3 separate regions of the Mus musculus genome follow, and all the other regions are linked to region 1. Evidence: chromatin contacts called from public promoter capture Hi-C data. All regions are on one chromosome and are shown on one strand. Each heading gives the region's core, a stretch centred on a gene start, on an enhancer-like site or on the middle of the called end of the contact. The rest is flanking DNA. Distances are from core to core; before and after follow the strand shown.

Region 1 (4,989 bases), core at 1,699-4,198:
ACGGCAGACTCTACCCACTGGTAGACATGAGACTGAAAGAGGCAATAAGGCTGGAGTGTAGACGGGTGGCATCATGTAGGGTCTGGCGTGCTGTGCCGTGGGAAGGGCAGAAAGGTAGCAATGAAAGCAGGGCAGTGACATGGTCAGCTCTTCATTTTGGAACTGAAATTCTGTTAAGGATGACTTAGAAGAATGGCTGGAGGTAGAGGCCTATAGTAGAAAACATTGCAGCCACACAGGGAAACCCAAAGCAGTGGGGACAGAAGGTGGTGGCAGGGGAGGAGAGAGGGACAACCTGGGTAAAGAGGTAATTTGGAGGTAGCCATCAAAGACTGATTTACTTTGAAATAGCAAAGAAAAGGGGGTATGCAGTTATCCTAACACTGTGTGTACAGTTGGTTTGATGTGCCTTCTTAAAGAAAATGGAGACTATAGAGAGAGGAGTAGGCGTCAAGTAATATTTAGAGCTCCTATGAACTGCTAGCCAGAATGCTCAAAATTATAGGAAAATGGGGACATTAGGCTAAAATGATGCCCTTTGTGTCCCCATCAGCCACCACTATCAGATAAATGTAAGACATACAGCAGGGTATTACTTTCTGCAAATGAGAACAGTGGTGAATGTTTTCAGATTTTTATCTCTGAGTCAATGGAATGTATGTAAAGTAGCTTTCATCTGACAATTGATTGCACAAGCATTTCACATAAGTAAGAGGCTCACCTTTTCCCCTATGAAATGGGTACATTGTAGGCCGGGTGTCAGGGCCTCGTATGCTTGTGTTCCAACTCTAAGCTGGATTAATCTCTTCCCCTGGAGGAGCTACACACCCACACGTGACTCTTGCCTCCTGAAAGAAGAAGCTGCTGGGACAGAAATCAATGAGGCTAATGACAGGAAGGGGACATCTTAAAATCTGGGTTTTTAGTTTGAGGAGTTTGGTCGGTCTCTCCTGGAGCCCGGCAGATGAATCTCCTGGGAGGTTTATGACCAGAGTAGAGGGGATACGTTAGGAGGCAGGCACAAATTCCTAGTGATTTCTTGTTTAAAAGATTTTTTTCTAAATAAAAACTTAATAGAAATACCAACCCCTTTCTCATGGAGAGGAGTGAGGGAGGGAGGGAGGGAGAAAGGGAGGGAGGGAAGGAGAGTCTCTTAGCTGGATTAAAAGTAAAGATTTAAAATTTGGTTTAAAATTGACCAAAGTCTTGTTTTTATAATTTCCCCAAACTTTTGAGACCTCCCCCCCCCCTTAGGCTTAGCATTACACACACACACACTATTTTATATATATGTATGTATATATACTTTATGTTGGACATTTCTGGTCTCTTACAATAAAAAAAGATTTCTGAGAAACTTCATGGAACTTGAAATCAAAACAAAAGGAATCTTGGGATTGTTTGAGAACACTCACTGAGAGTAACTTTTGCGCCTGCCAGAATGACATTCGGTAGTCCCCAGGGTGTGCGAGGAAGGCACAGCTGATGAGCCTGCATCAATCTAGATTTTCCTGTCAGATTCCCTCCTGGTGAGTGAAGGTAGGACAGGGCCTTCAAAATACAGTAGCAGATTGCTTCTAATGCTTGAGAAGGTTAGCTTTCTAGGCCTGGCTTCTGAGAGAGGATGGATTTATTTATTAATTACATTTGAGACAGGGTCTCACCATGTAACTCAGAGGAGCTTTGAGCTCAAAGTGATTCTGTTGTCTCAGGCTACAGTACTGAAACTGCAGCTATGACTACCATGCATCACCTCCCTTCAGGAGCAAGGATTCCCTCCTCGCTGCCCTGCTGGTGTTTAAAATGTACCTTCCCCCAAAGTGCTTCCTTAATCCAGAGAAAGAATAACTCAAACCTGGGGTAAATTGTTGCCACAAGCATCAGGGCTCAGCTGTGAACATAACTGGGGGAAGCCAGGGGAACAAACACTGGTGTCCGACCGGCTGTTGACTGTCCGAGCCACTTGTCACCTGAGTTTCAGTCTCTTGTAAATAATAACCGATAGTATGTAATTGAGTATTTTCTCTGCTCTGGGAACTATTTGAAGCACCACGTATCTGTCTGGTCTTACTTCCTTCTCAGATTTTTCCACTGTGAAATATGGTATGATTTTTGCAAGTGGGGAAACTGAGGCATATAGACATTAAGTCATTTGTCTAAGTTTACAGGCAGGAATGACAGCTCAGATTTTAACTCTGGAGGACAGACTGACAATGGTTCTCTTTATTCATGACACTATCCTATTGTCTGAAACAAAGGGCAAAAGAGGCCCCTCAGCCCTACCAATATTAGGTGGGTGGTAGAGGAGGGGATCTATGGCTGGACTGGGAATCCGGGCCACTCAGACCACACCCCTCCCTTCATTCACACTCTCCTCGGACTGTTCTCACTGCTAGATCTACCTCAGCATTGCAGGACTTGGCTTAGCTCACACGTCCCAGAAGTCCTGCGGGTGCCATTATTTTCTAAGCATATGGGTTAAATAAAATCTCAGTGGTAGGGAGACCTTGGGGGAATGAAGCTCCGGAAAGGTTGGCTGGCCACAGAGGAAAAACTCGGCAGCAAGAGGCTGCAAGCTGCTTGGGAATGCAGATAGGCCGTAAATTAGAAGGCGCTGCTGGCTGGCCCCGGATCTCAGGACCAGAGTCTACGCCGGCCCAATAAATACAGTAGCTTCAGTTCAGAATGAGAAAGCAGTTTGGGTGTTGAGGAAACCCACTGAGGCACTGTGTGGACACTGTTGGGAGATGAGCGCTGGGAGATAAGAAAAGGACTGAGAAGACAGTGCAGTGGGGATGGAAGGGCGCTGGAAAAAAGGGGTCCAGGGGATTAGAGCCAAATTAGCATCAGCAGCAGACAAAGCCACTTAGAGGAAGCCCTGAAGTGGTGGGAGAAGCAAACGAGAAAGCTGGCTTGCTACCCGATACTAAGAGAGGAGGAAGTGGGAGATGAGCTGCTTCCTGTAGGAATGAGGATTGAAGACAAAGCTGGGTGGGGACTCAGGCTTGGGCTTCAGGGGCTGCTATACAGACAGACACACGACGCCTCTCGGTGGGCAACTCCTACTACGGCTGGGCTGGGCTGGGCAGGGCTTCGCTGCGCTGGGCTGGGCTGACTGGGCTGGGCTGGGCTGGGCTGGGCTGGGCTGGGCTGGGCTTGGGCTGGGCGGGCCGACCTCACCACCCATCTGCTCCGCCAGGGGAAGCTGCTCTCTAACCAAGCCTCCGGAGCCAAGCAAGGTAAAGGACACGTTTTCCATGTAGCTCCTTTTGAATTGAGATGAAGTGACCATGCTTGTGGGTTTTGGGGTGGATTTCTTAGGGAAGCGAGGAACATTGATTCAGGCTTGGGGGAAATGATTAAGATGGGATTTTAATTTTTTTTTTTTTTTTCGAGAACGATGGTCAGATTTGTGACACATTTTGTTCAGGGTGTGGGGAACCACCCTCAGTGTTTAGGAAAACAAGCTGAATGTAAGAAGTGGTTTGTTTAGCTGGCTCAGCAGACCGACAGGGCTGAGTTGCAGTCAGCTGGGGTGCGAAGCTGCAGTCTGGGCACCCGAGCGTGGCAGACCCTTGTTTTGGGGTGTAAGTGGTGAAAGATGTTAAGCACACTCATATACGTATGTATTTCGGTGAGCCGTCTCTTTGCAACATTATGGCTGTGGTTTGGCTGTGAGGATGTTGGGTTCTTTTGTACATAGATTTTTACCAACAAAGGCTCGCATTTCGAGAGCGAGGGGCCAGTATTTACCTCTAAGGAACTAGTGTCTTCCTCTCCTTGCTGCTACCATTTGTTAGTAGGTCTTACCCTAAAGTTGCATCCTTATTTAAAGGACCATGGCCGGCCTATAACTTGCTGAAAATCGGATACCGGTGTGTAAATGGATTTTATGCCTGTATGAATTTTATCCATCTCTAGATCAAAACGATTGTTAATTCTAGACAGAGATAATATCGAAGTGAGCTGGTTTGTTTCCTTGTCTGTGTATGCTGTACACTGAGTTAATACAATCAGAACACAGTTTTTATTCTGTAAATTTTCTTAAGCACTGGATGCTGATAATGAGTCTGGGATAGTAACTGGTTTGCGTTTATGAGTGATATATATAAAAGTACAATAAAGAGGTCTAACAGGCTTGAACTGAGATTATGGGCTTTTTTGGCAGAACATGTAGGATAAACAGTTTAATAAACTGTGTCATAATTTTTAAAAAATCTTCAACAAAAGTGTAGTTAAGCATAAGAAAGCATTGATTAAAATGATTTTTACTTTTTTATATACAATAAAAGGAGATAGTTTTTCAAAGCAAAGAAAGAGCTTCGTGTGGTAGAATGAAAACAATAAAATGGCATGTTTGAATACTCATGAATTATTAAAATACAAGTTTCTTTTTTTAAGGTCCAAATAATACCAGTGGAGAAAATATGTACTTTTGTGATAAAACCATTGTCAGTTGAAGAAGCCACACAATTGAGATTCAGTTTTGTTTTGTCACCTTTATGAAATTCATTTAGCTTCTCAGAATTTGTCGAGTAGCGGTGCATTTTCTGAGACAGGAAGCTTTCATGGACACTGAAGAAATAAATTTCTATTTTCCTGAGCATGTGTAGGAGTTGCTGTAACCATGGGCTCTTGGGAAGGCTTTCTTGAATTTAATCAAAGCGAGTCATTTCAGGATTCTAAAGTCCCCATCGCATCCTAAAGTGAAATATGTAGCTTCATTCTTCTGGATGGAGACCTAGGCTAGATCTAGAGTCTGGTGATCGCACTGTGTGTCCCTAACTGAAATAGGAAGCTGGGCCTCTGGGCTATAAGGACGGCAGGACTTTCCTTTCATACTGATTCGTCTACAGCCTGTGTTCGCAGATGATGCGACACCCTGCTTTGTTTGGGGATGTCTAGAAAATGTGTGTTACCCCTCCCATGTGTCTCACGGGAGAGTGAGGTGATGAAACCCTGGCCAGTAGGCATAGTAGAGTCAAGGGT
Region 2 (4,989 bases), core at 740-3,239, 410 kb before region 1:
TAGTGTCCTCTGAGTGCTAGGATTACAGGGAGGGCTTCTATGCATGGCCCAAATGCTTCCTTAACCACTTGGATCATCCCAAAGGTGAAGAAGACAATCGCCTTGTGTATTGTCTGTTTCCTTGACACATGAGCTCATGTATACAAAGACTCTGATGGAAAAGTTGGGGCTTTAATAGCCTTACCTTTTTTTTTTTTTTTATTGTTTTCTTTTGTTTGTTTTTCTTTTCTGAGATTGGTTTCTCCGGAACAGAACTGACTTTGTGTGCCAGGCTGGCCACCTGCCTCTGTCTGCTGCGTGGCGGGAATGAAGGCGTCCTCCGCTACCCTTTAAAGAGTAATCAGAAGGAAGTGCATCCAAAGGCTGAGAGTCTGTCGCTGTGTGTTCTGTATCACAGCTGTGGGTCAGTCAGATCCACGGTTACAGATGAGGGAGGCTATGCTCAGGAGTAGGAAACATAACTTGAGAACAACTTGGGATTCAAACTCCGTATGTCTACCTACAAAGTATTTTCCTACATATAATGTTGCCTATATGAAAGGAAAAACAAATGATAAGACAGCCATTCCAAAGCTCACTTTAAATGCCAGTGGGAAGCCTAGAACATGGCTCAGGACGTAAAGCGCTTTATTTTTACCTTAGCTCTGAGGTACTGAGTTCACATCCTTAGACCCCATGTACTAGTTAGACAGGAAGCAAAGAGTCTGCAATAGCAGCATCCTACAGGGACATGGGACGGTGGAGAGACAAAGGAATCCTCAGACACGGGCAAGCTGGCATGCACAGTGGAGAAACAACACAGACATCTTGTGTCAAATGAGGTAGGAAGTGAAGACTGACACCTAAGGTGGTATCTGACCTCCATGTGTTAAAGCATGCACATGCCCACTCTAACCAACACATGAATGTGCACGCATACACAGAACAGTCTATGATAGAGTCGTGTTTAGGTATTGTGAGTTCAGTATGTAAATGACAGGCTGTATGAAATCAAACACACCGTCTGCCTCACAGTGCCCCAGAACCATGGGATTCTACAGCTATAAACACGAATCACAGGTTTGCTTTTACGTGCTGGTTAATGTAGGTTTTAAGTTCTAGAGTAAGGCTACATTCTTTAGGAATGTAGTGCTCTGGCCTGTTTTATCTGGATTCTGAGAATAGTTACTTATGTACATTCAGAGGTTGCTCTCCATCCAGTGTGGCTGCTGGTTTTCCTTCACTGGGCATGAAGGAACTTTGAAAGTAGGTAAGAGAGGAACTAAGTTTAGTTGGCCTTGATTTTTAGATCCGAGGAGGGGAAAAGCCGAAGAAGCACTGAACTATTTAAAATGATAGGATGGGTGGGTCAGTGCAATTAGTTTCCATTGCTGTGTGAGGTGACTGCAGCAGGTGAGTGGCGCTGATTCTGTGCTGCCAAAGATACACATCCTTTGAGATAAAAGGCATTCTTAAAAGTTGTGCTTTGTGTATTTTGATTGATACAGGCTATTCCTGCATGGACTGAGGGATTCATCCCAGATGAAGTCATCTAAGCCTATAGTTGTACTCTGAGTATCACCTTAAAAAACACATTAACCTTTGGGTTGAACATGTCAAGTTTCCCAGTTTTCCTTATTTTGTATGATTGTGTATGATTGTGTGTGTTTGTGTGTGTGTAGGCCAAAAGACAACTTGACAGAGTATGTTCTCTCCTGCCACTGTATGGGTCCCAGAGGTCGTCAGGTATGGCGGCATGCCCTCCAACCCGCTGAGCATCCTCTCCAGCCCGAGCATCCGCTCTCTATTCGGAAAACTTTCGTTGTGTCTTGTACCGTACTCTCATGTATCATTGAGCTGTGCAGGGAACTGGGAGGAAGCGCAGTAGTGGCTGGCACCGGGTGGGGCGTGCCTCCTCTCCAGAAGACGCCACCGCCGTCTCATTTTACTTCGCGGGCGAGAGCGAGGCTGCTTTGCGGCTGCCGTAAAGTGCGGCTGGCCCCGCCCCCGGCGCTTCTCCTGTGACGCAGGCGCCCAGAGTTATTTGGGCGGGAAAAGGCGGCCGGCGGTCCGCTGTCCAGCAGAGCGGCTGTGGCTACAGCTTCCCCGGGTTCGCGGAGCAGCCTCTTCCCTGGCATGGGGCTGCTGGAGCTGTGCGAGCAGGTGTTTGGCACCGCCGACCTCTACCAAGTGCTGGGCGTGCGGCGCGAGGCTTCGGACGGCGAGGTCCGACGCGGCTACCACAAAGTGTCCCTGCAAGTGCACCCCGACCGAGTAGAGGAGGACCAGAAAGAGGACGCCACCCGCCGCTTCCAGGTTTGTGGGCCCGCGTTCGGACTGCTGCCCGGACTTGTGCTCTCGCGGGGCCCCTGCTCCTAGGACAGCGCACTGCTGATCCTCGGCCTGGCATTTTTCAGCTTTTCTAGCTGCCCTGTTTCGGTGGGAGGTTCAGGATGACTTTTGGATACTCTGCTTACAGATCTTGGGAAGAGTCTACGCGGTTCTGAGTGACAAGGAACAGAAAGCAGTGTACGATGAACAGGGGACAGTGGACGAAGACTCTGCTGGCCTCAACCAAGACCGGGACTGGGATGCATATTGGAGATTACTCTTTAAAAAGGTAAAGAGCTTTAGTGGCTTTGACTAATTCTCATCATTCAGTCCACAAGAACAATTCGCGAAGTTAAAGCAATCTTCTTTGTTATTAGATATCGCTAGAGGATATCCAAGCTTTTGAAAAGACATACAAAGGCTCCGAAGAAGAGCTAAACGATATTAAGCAGGCCTATCTGGACTTCAAGGGCGACATGGACCAGATCATGGAGTCTGTACTTTGTGTACAGTACACAGATGAACCCAGGATAAGAAACATCATTCAAAAAGCTATTGAATCCAAAGAGATTCCAGCCTACAGCGCCTTCGTCAAAGAGTCTAAACAAAAGATGAATGCAAGGAAAAGGAGGGTAAGTAGTGTTGTTCCTAGCACATCTCAGCTGCTTCAAAAAAGGGTCTCGCTGTATTCACAGCGACGGAAATAGACTGCTGCGATATGACTGCTTGACCTGCAGCATTGATCTAACTAGATGACCAGGAAGAAAGCCCTGATTACTTTGGTATGTTGTGCTGAAAATGATTCCACTTTATGGACTGTTTGAAGTCACCCTCAAGTGATTCTGAAAAACTTTTCACACGAGGCAGTCCTTGTAGCTTTGCTGTATGGAGCCTGGTTACAAGGCTGTGGGCCTTGTGTGGTTATTGAACAGGTAGAAGATGGCAGTGATTGTGTGCTGTTAAACATGTAGAATGGCGGGGTGGTGCTCCCAGTACTTGAGCACTGAGGAAGCTAACTGAGGATTGCCACTTTTGAGGTCAGGCTGCGCTGTGTGGATCCGTGCTGCATTGGTTGTCTAGTACGTGGGAGGTCCCTAATTCTCCAAAACTGCCCAGAAGAGGGGGAGAAAACAAAAATTAAAAAAAATTCTGTAAATACATATAGTTATTTCACACACACACACACACACACACACACACAAGGGGATGGAGAGATGGCTCAGTGGGCATGTACTCCTCTTACAGAGACCCAAGTTCAACTTTCAGGACCAAGGTTGGGTGTTGTGGCTCACAACCGTCTGTAACTCCAGCTCCCAAAGATTTGACACCTCCGGTTTCCATGTAACCACTGGGTGGTCTCTCCTGTCCCCACTCTGAGGAACACAATTGCCTACACTTGAGGATTGGGACTTGCGGTTGATTCTTCATCCCTTCATCCCTGTCTAACCAGGAAGAGTGGGGATGTTAGCTGAGGAGTTGAAGGAAGCAAACAACCCTGCTTACGCTCTTTGGGAAAGTTACCCCAGACTGCTGGTAAAGCAATGGTTGCTTCGTCTTGGCTTTCACGATTGGAGCTGACTGGAGAGCTGGCAATTTAAGATGTTAGGTGTCTGGTGGGTACTTGAGTTGTCTTTTGTGTGGCTCAAGTGGATGGGCAAAGACCTGGAGCTTTTAGTACAAGAACATGCAGAGAGAAAAACTAACTTTAGTGTTTGGGGTGAGTTTAAGGGCCTGCTTTACAGAGAAGAGACTGCTATGCCTTTTTCATGGCTTGGAGTCACAGCTGTTGCTTGCTAATCATTTTCGCATGTAAAACAGAACAGCTGTATTAGATCAGGATTTTGGTTTGAGAAACTTGGAGTTAGAGGGGAAATGACAGTTTGAAAGCTGTGTAAAGGGATTGAGGAATGCTGAATTTTAAGAGACGATAATAGAACAAAACTTGTTTTTTGTTCTGGAATAACAAGATCCCAATTTATCCTTATTCCCAGTGGTGATTTGGAAATTTTTACAATGAGTTAGGGCCTCACAGTTCTTGCTGTTAGCTGTTGTGGTATTTTGGCAAATTTTGTTAAATGAAGATAGCTTTGAAATCAGGTAAAGAAAGGCTAAAACTGAGTTTGCTAATGTTTTTTTCTGACTACTCAGAAAACATTTTAAATTTGTGTTGTGTGTATTTGCATGTGTTTGTGCCTGCGTTTGTGAGTGCATGAGTGTGGGTGCCCTCAGAGCTGTTGATTCCCTGGAGCTAGAGTGACAGACAACCTGGTGTGGATGCTGCGCATGGCCTCTGGAAGAGCAAGAAGTGCTAACAGCTGGGCCAGCTATCCAGCTCCAGAGAAAGCCTTTAAATCATTGCAGCTCACTAGGCTGCTGTGTACAAAATGGGGTTTCAGATGAAGATCCTGAAGTGCCTGGTACCTGGCATCCGTTTTGACGCTGTCCTTGGCTATGTGACCCTTTGGGTCCCCTAGTAGGTTCCTTTGTGTCATCATATGGTTTGAGATGCTGACGTACTTGTGCTCTAGATTTAGGAAGTAGAATGGGGATAACATAGAAGGACTTCCTGGAGTAAGACTGCTTCCATGAGCAGTTCCTAGACCTCCAGCTCTAGGAAGGGGCTAATGTTGTCTTTAAGGGGTAGAAAAAACGTATTTCTTACTTCTTGATTGCCATGGA
Region 3 (4,989 bases), core at 1,236-3,735, 290 kb before region 1:
GCATTTTACTCCAGCAATAGAAATGAAATTATAACAGTGGGGGGAGGGCAGTAATGGAGAAAGATGAGTAAGAACAAAGTATGATGACATCTACAGATGAAACTGCCATAATTAATCCCATTACTTTAGAAGCCAATTTAGAGATTTAATGGAAATAAATGAAGTTATTAAAACAATTACATGTTCCCACTAAAGCAAACCTACCACTGGGAAGGCAAAGGGGCATATAAAGATGTGGGGATATGAGGGTTTCTTTTACTTTCTTAAAGTTTGTTTCCTTTATTTTTTATTTTATGTGTATGTGTGTTTTGCCTGAGGACATTTGCCTGTGCACTACATGCATCTGGTGCCTGAGGAGGCCAGAAAAGGGTGTTGAATCCCCTGGGACTACAGCTGCAGAGGGTGGTGAGCTGCCGCAGCAGTGCTGGGAACTCAACCCAGGTCCTATGAAAACCACTGAGCCAGAAGGTTTCTACTTTTCAAGATGTTTTGTTTTTAGCAATAAAATTTATTTATGTATAAATATAAATAGATACATCTGGGGAGATGGCTCAGCAGTTAAGAGTACTTCCTGTTCTACCAGAGGAAATAAGGGTTAGTGCCCAGCATCCAAGTCGGGAGCCTCACAAACAAGATGTGAACAAGCCGGATGTTGTGGCGCACGCCTTTAATCCCAGCACTCGGGAGGCAGAGGCAGGTGGATTTCTGAGTTCGAGGCCAGCCTGGTCTATAAAGTGAGTTCCAGGACAGCCAGGGCTATACAGAGAAACCCTGTCTCAAAAAACCAAAACAAACAAACAAACAAACAAAAAAGGATGTGCAAACAAGATTGTGCTAAGTGCCTCAGGCACCAAACACACAGGCTAGGGATGTGGCTCAGTTGGTAGGATGCTTGCCTAGCGCTCATCAAGCCCTAGGTTAGACCCCAGCATCCTATAAACCAAGCATGGAGTGCACACATGTAATCCCATCCCCAAGGATGTGGAGAACAAGAGGAGCATTAGCTCAAGGTCAGTCTCCGCTAGATGCCAAGTTTGAGGTCATCCTGAGCTCCATGAGATCTTGTCTCAAAGGAAGATAGGGGGTGGGCTGAAGAGGTGTTTCAGTGTTAAAACTTCAGTACCCACATTTGTTAGCTCATAGCTGCCTGTAATTCTAGCTTCAGGACATTTGGCGCCCTCTTGGACTCTATGGGTACCCACCCACACATGCATGCATCCACACCCACAAACACACACATATATAAAAATAAATATTAAGAAATAAACAGTAAGCCTGAGGAGATGGCTCAGTGGTTAAGAGCACACACTATCTGCTCTTCTAGAAGACTCAGGCTCCATTCCCAGCACCCAACCACCTGCAGCTCAGGTTCCAAGGGATCTGATACCCTCTTCTGGCCTGCACATGCTGCACAGACATACATGCAGGCAAAACACCCATACACACAAAATAAAGCTAAATAAATATTTTTAAATAAATAAAATGGGATAGCTGGTCATGGTGTCACATGACTTTAATCCTGGCACTCAGAAGATAGTGGATCTGTGTGGATTTAAAGCCAGCCTGGTCTACATACCGTGCTCTAGCCCAGCCAGGGCTACATTGAGTCTTTGTCTTAAAACCAAAACAAGACAGGCAGGCAGGCAGGCAGACAGGAAGATAGATGATAGATAGATAGCTAGATAGATAAATCTGGAGAGACGGGTCAGCTGTTGAAGGTTAAGCTAACAACTAAAAAGAAAAAAATAAATCAGTAACTGCACACATGCACAGTATGTTAGGTGAATTATTGTATAATGTCAGTAAAGTAGTCGCATCTACCAAAGATCAATCGAGGCACTATGGGTCCTCCTGTGGAAAAAAAGGAGTCACCAACAGTAATATATGGGTGGAGGCTCATGTCCGGTTCTGTCTTCTCCCCACTTTCATCTCCTGAGCTCAGCATCCTCAGACAACCTGTTCAAGGGTCTCAAACAAGACCAACCATTGGCCAAAGTGATAGCTGGTGGTAACCAGGGCTGTCCATGTATCAGTAGCACCAATTGATAATGCTGCTAAGCAAGGCTGTCATCTGCCTGTTTACTTTGCTTTGATTTGTTTTACTCTGGTTTACTCAGTCCCAGGTTCCCCCAATAGGCAGGTCAATCCTCCCCATTCCCTTCTGTAAGCAAGGGCAACCCACACCCTCGTGAGCCTTCCCTCCCAGCCTCCTGTGTTTGAGCCGAGAGCCTTCCCAAGTGAGGAATCTGAAGTTGTCAAGATCCCTTCAGTCCCAGCAGAGTGGGCTCCTGATCAGATTCTCTCCCAGACACTCAGCCTCACTTGGGAGCAGAAGCTAAGACCAGATGAGCTCAGGAAGAGCTCATAGGTGTCCCTGAGGGGCCCAAGCATTTGCTGCCTTGCTGCTCTGCATGGAAAAACAAGGCTGGGTGGGGGATGGCAGGCCTGTTTGCACACCACACTGTTCAAACAGACTCCCCTGCCGCAGACACCTGTGCGGTGGAGGACAGGGCAGGCAGTGGCAGGGGCTCTCACCTCTTCCAACTCTTTCACAGCCACCCTGACAGCTGCTGCAGAGTCCTGGCCACATCATGCCCCGTGCTGGGGTCTGCGGCTGCTGGGGTGGCCAAGTATTGCCCCTGCTTCTGGCCTATATCTGCTACCTACTGCTTGGGGCCACCATCTTCCAGCTGCTGGAGAAGCAGGCAGAGGCTCAATCCAGGGACCAGTTCCAGCTGGAAAAGCTACGCTTCTTAGAGAACTACACCTGCCTAGACCAGCAGGCCCTGGAGCAGTTTGTACAGGTGAGAGTACAAAAGAATGGGACAGGAAGAGTGGGGAGGCAATGGAGGGGCTAGTGGCAGGAACAGAGCCACTACCCAGAGGTTGGTTCCCCTTTGGAAGCAGAGTGTGGAGGAAGCTTGAGCCTGGAGAGATCTAGTCCGGGGCCCCGATTCTCAGGTCTGTTATGTGACCTTGCCAGTCACTTAACCTAAATGTCCTCATCAGTAAGATGAGAAGAAAAAATATATCTGGGATTGGGAAGTTGGCTCAGCCAAGCATCTGCCAAACAAATATAAGGACCTGAGTTCTAGACCCAGATGTCCCCACACCCCCAGAGGTGGGCGGGCAAGATGGCTCAGCGAGTAAAAGCACTTGGCACGGAGCAGAGCCTGATGGCTGCCGTTCAAGTCCTGAAACTCACATAGGGAAAGGAGAGACAACTCCTGGAAGTTGTCCTCTGATCTTGACATGCACACAATGGTACATGCATTTCCACATGCATATAAACACACCCATATCCACACACACTGTTATGTACTAATTAAAATGTAATTTAAAAAAAAAAAGTCAGGCATGGCGGCTTGTAATCTCAACACTGGAACGGCCTAGACAGGCAGATCCCTTGGGCTCTATGGCCAGCCAGCCTTGCCAAATGGGCAAGCCTCAGGCCAGTAAGAGAGCCAGTCTCAAAAAAAAAAAAAGAAAAAAAAGAAAAAGAAAAAGAAAAGAAAAGAAAAGAAAGAAAGAAAGAAAGAAAGAAAGAAAGAAAGAAAGAAGGAGAAAAGGAAAGGTGGAAAGCTAGACAGACAGCTTAGTAGGAAAGAGTACTTTGTAAGTAGAGGGACCTGGCCCCCATGTACATCTCTGGGTATGGCTGCAAGTGCCTGTGACCCCAGCATTGGGTTGGTGGGTTGGGGAGACAGGTGGATCTTGAGAGCTCACTGGCTAGGCCAGAGCAGCCTAACCAAAAGGGCTAGCTCTATTTCAGTGACCCTGTCTCAAGGCAAAACCCAAACAAGGCCGATGGCTCTGTGGAATGACACCTGTGGTTGAGCCCTGGCCGCCTGCACAAACATATTCGTACACAACTCTGCACATAAGCAAATGGGAATAGACACATGTACATCCACAAAGAAAATGCACCTGCAGTCGACACACATGAACTGTCAGTCTTCAACACTCCAGAGATGTCCCCTCTCACACTCGCCCACTTCTCAGACTGCTGCTCCATAGGCTGGCTCCCAGCCTATCTCCCTGGGTAGAGACACACACAAAGGTTAGAACGAGCTGGGCTGGTAGACAGCGGCCAGGTGGGGTGGATGAAAGCTGCCAGAACTGGACCCCTAGGTGGTCTTACTTCCTGCCTGGGTTCCTCCTGCCTCCCTCTCTTTCAGAAACAAAGCAAAACTAGGTATTTTGGGCAAAGGTGGGGCACTGAGAAGATGGACAGACAGGTGGAACAGGTAGTATTAGCGAACACCAAACAACAAGCCAAGCAAAGCTGGCACAGTGAGAATGTGCATTCATTGGTAGGGACGGGGCTCTGGGCCACCATCATTTAGCACCTGTGGCTGAGCACCCTGCAGGTGCTTTCTTCCCAGTTGCTTACTGCAAGCACTGCCTTCAGCTTGCAGGTGAGAGATGCAGGGTGTCGACAAGTCTGCACAGTCACTGGCTGAGGCAGAACTCACACCCATTCTTCTCGCTGGGGAGCTCTCTACTTTTCATTCCATGAACCAGCTCACCCAGTGAGGACAGGGCACTGCTGAAAGCGAGAATTTTTAAGGTGGAGTCTGTGGCCCTCCCTCACCAGCAGCAACGCCTGAGAGCATGTCAGGAGAGCAAGCGTCAGCATCCACCCAGACCTGCTGACTCAGGCACTTTGGGTGAGCTCACCAGGTGGTGCTGAGGCCCTGAGACTTCTCTTGGGACTGAGAGCAACAGGCTTACTAGATGAGATGTGAACAGAGTGGACTGTTCTGTTGTTCTATATGTGGATATACTCTGAATATAGAGTTACTCAGGGATGATGCTCATTTCCAGCCCCCTCAACATCCCAGAAGTAAGCCTGAGTCAGGAACACCCTCCAAACCTCCTGCCCTGGGCTGGTAGTGGAGCCAGGAACGAGGAGTGGGCAGACAGGTGGCAAGGCTTAAACCAGCTCTGTAGTCAAGGGGCAAGGATGGACCAGATCTGACTGCATCC

What was found. Promoter capture Hi-C pulls out the DNA fragments that hold promoters and counts their contacts.
Region 2: a promoter capture Hi-C map of pre-B cells shows a contact between it and region 1. The contact joins the promoter of Dnajc9 here to the promoter of Gng2 in region 1. A contact is called at or near these places in 4 of 39 promoter capture datasets (the C10 cell line, cranial neural crest and pre-B cells), 1 of 484 Hi-C or Micro-C datasets (B cells) and 3 of 115 datasets of contacts at active chromatin or transcription factors (astrocytes, effector CD8 T cells and embryonic stem cells).
Region 3: a contact with region 1 is called in a promoter capture Hi-C map of embryonic stem cells. The contact joins the promoter of Kcnk16 here to the promoter of Gng2 in region 1. A contact is called at or near these places in 13 of 39 promoter capture datasets (the 3T3-L1 cell line, the C10 cell line, the HPC-7 cell line and 7 more), 1 of 484 Hi-C or Micro-C datasets (embryonic stem cells), 3 of 115 datasets of contacts at active chromatin or transcription factors (embryonic forebrain, embryonic stem cells and forebrain) and 1 of 9 other capture datasets (adipose tissue).

Annotation. Positions count from the first base shown.
Region 1 is chr14:19,975,208-19,980,196 of GRCm38.p6, reverse strand. It overlaps Gng2 (guanine nucleotide binding protein (G protein), gamma 2), which reads left to right and starts at 2,948. Exons shown (of 4, transcript NM_010315.4): 1 at 2,948-3,239.
Region 2 is chr14:20,385,910-20,390,898 of GRCm38.p6, reverse strand. Dnajc9 (DnaJ heat shock protein family (Hsp40) member C9) reads left to right here and starts at 1,989. Exons shown (of 5, transcript NM_134081.5): 1 at 1,989-2,295; 2 at 2,459-2,599; 3 at 2,688-2,942. The coding sequence starts at 2,116.
Region 3 is chr14:20,266,765-20,271,753 of GRCm38.p6, reverse strand. Kcnk16 (potassium channel, subfamily K, member 16) reads left to right here and starts at 2,485. Exons shown (of 5, transcript NM_029006.2): 1 at 2,485-2,804. The coding sequence starts at 2,592.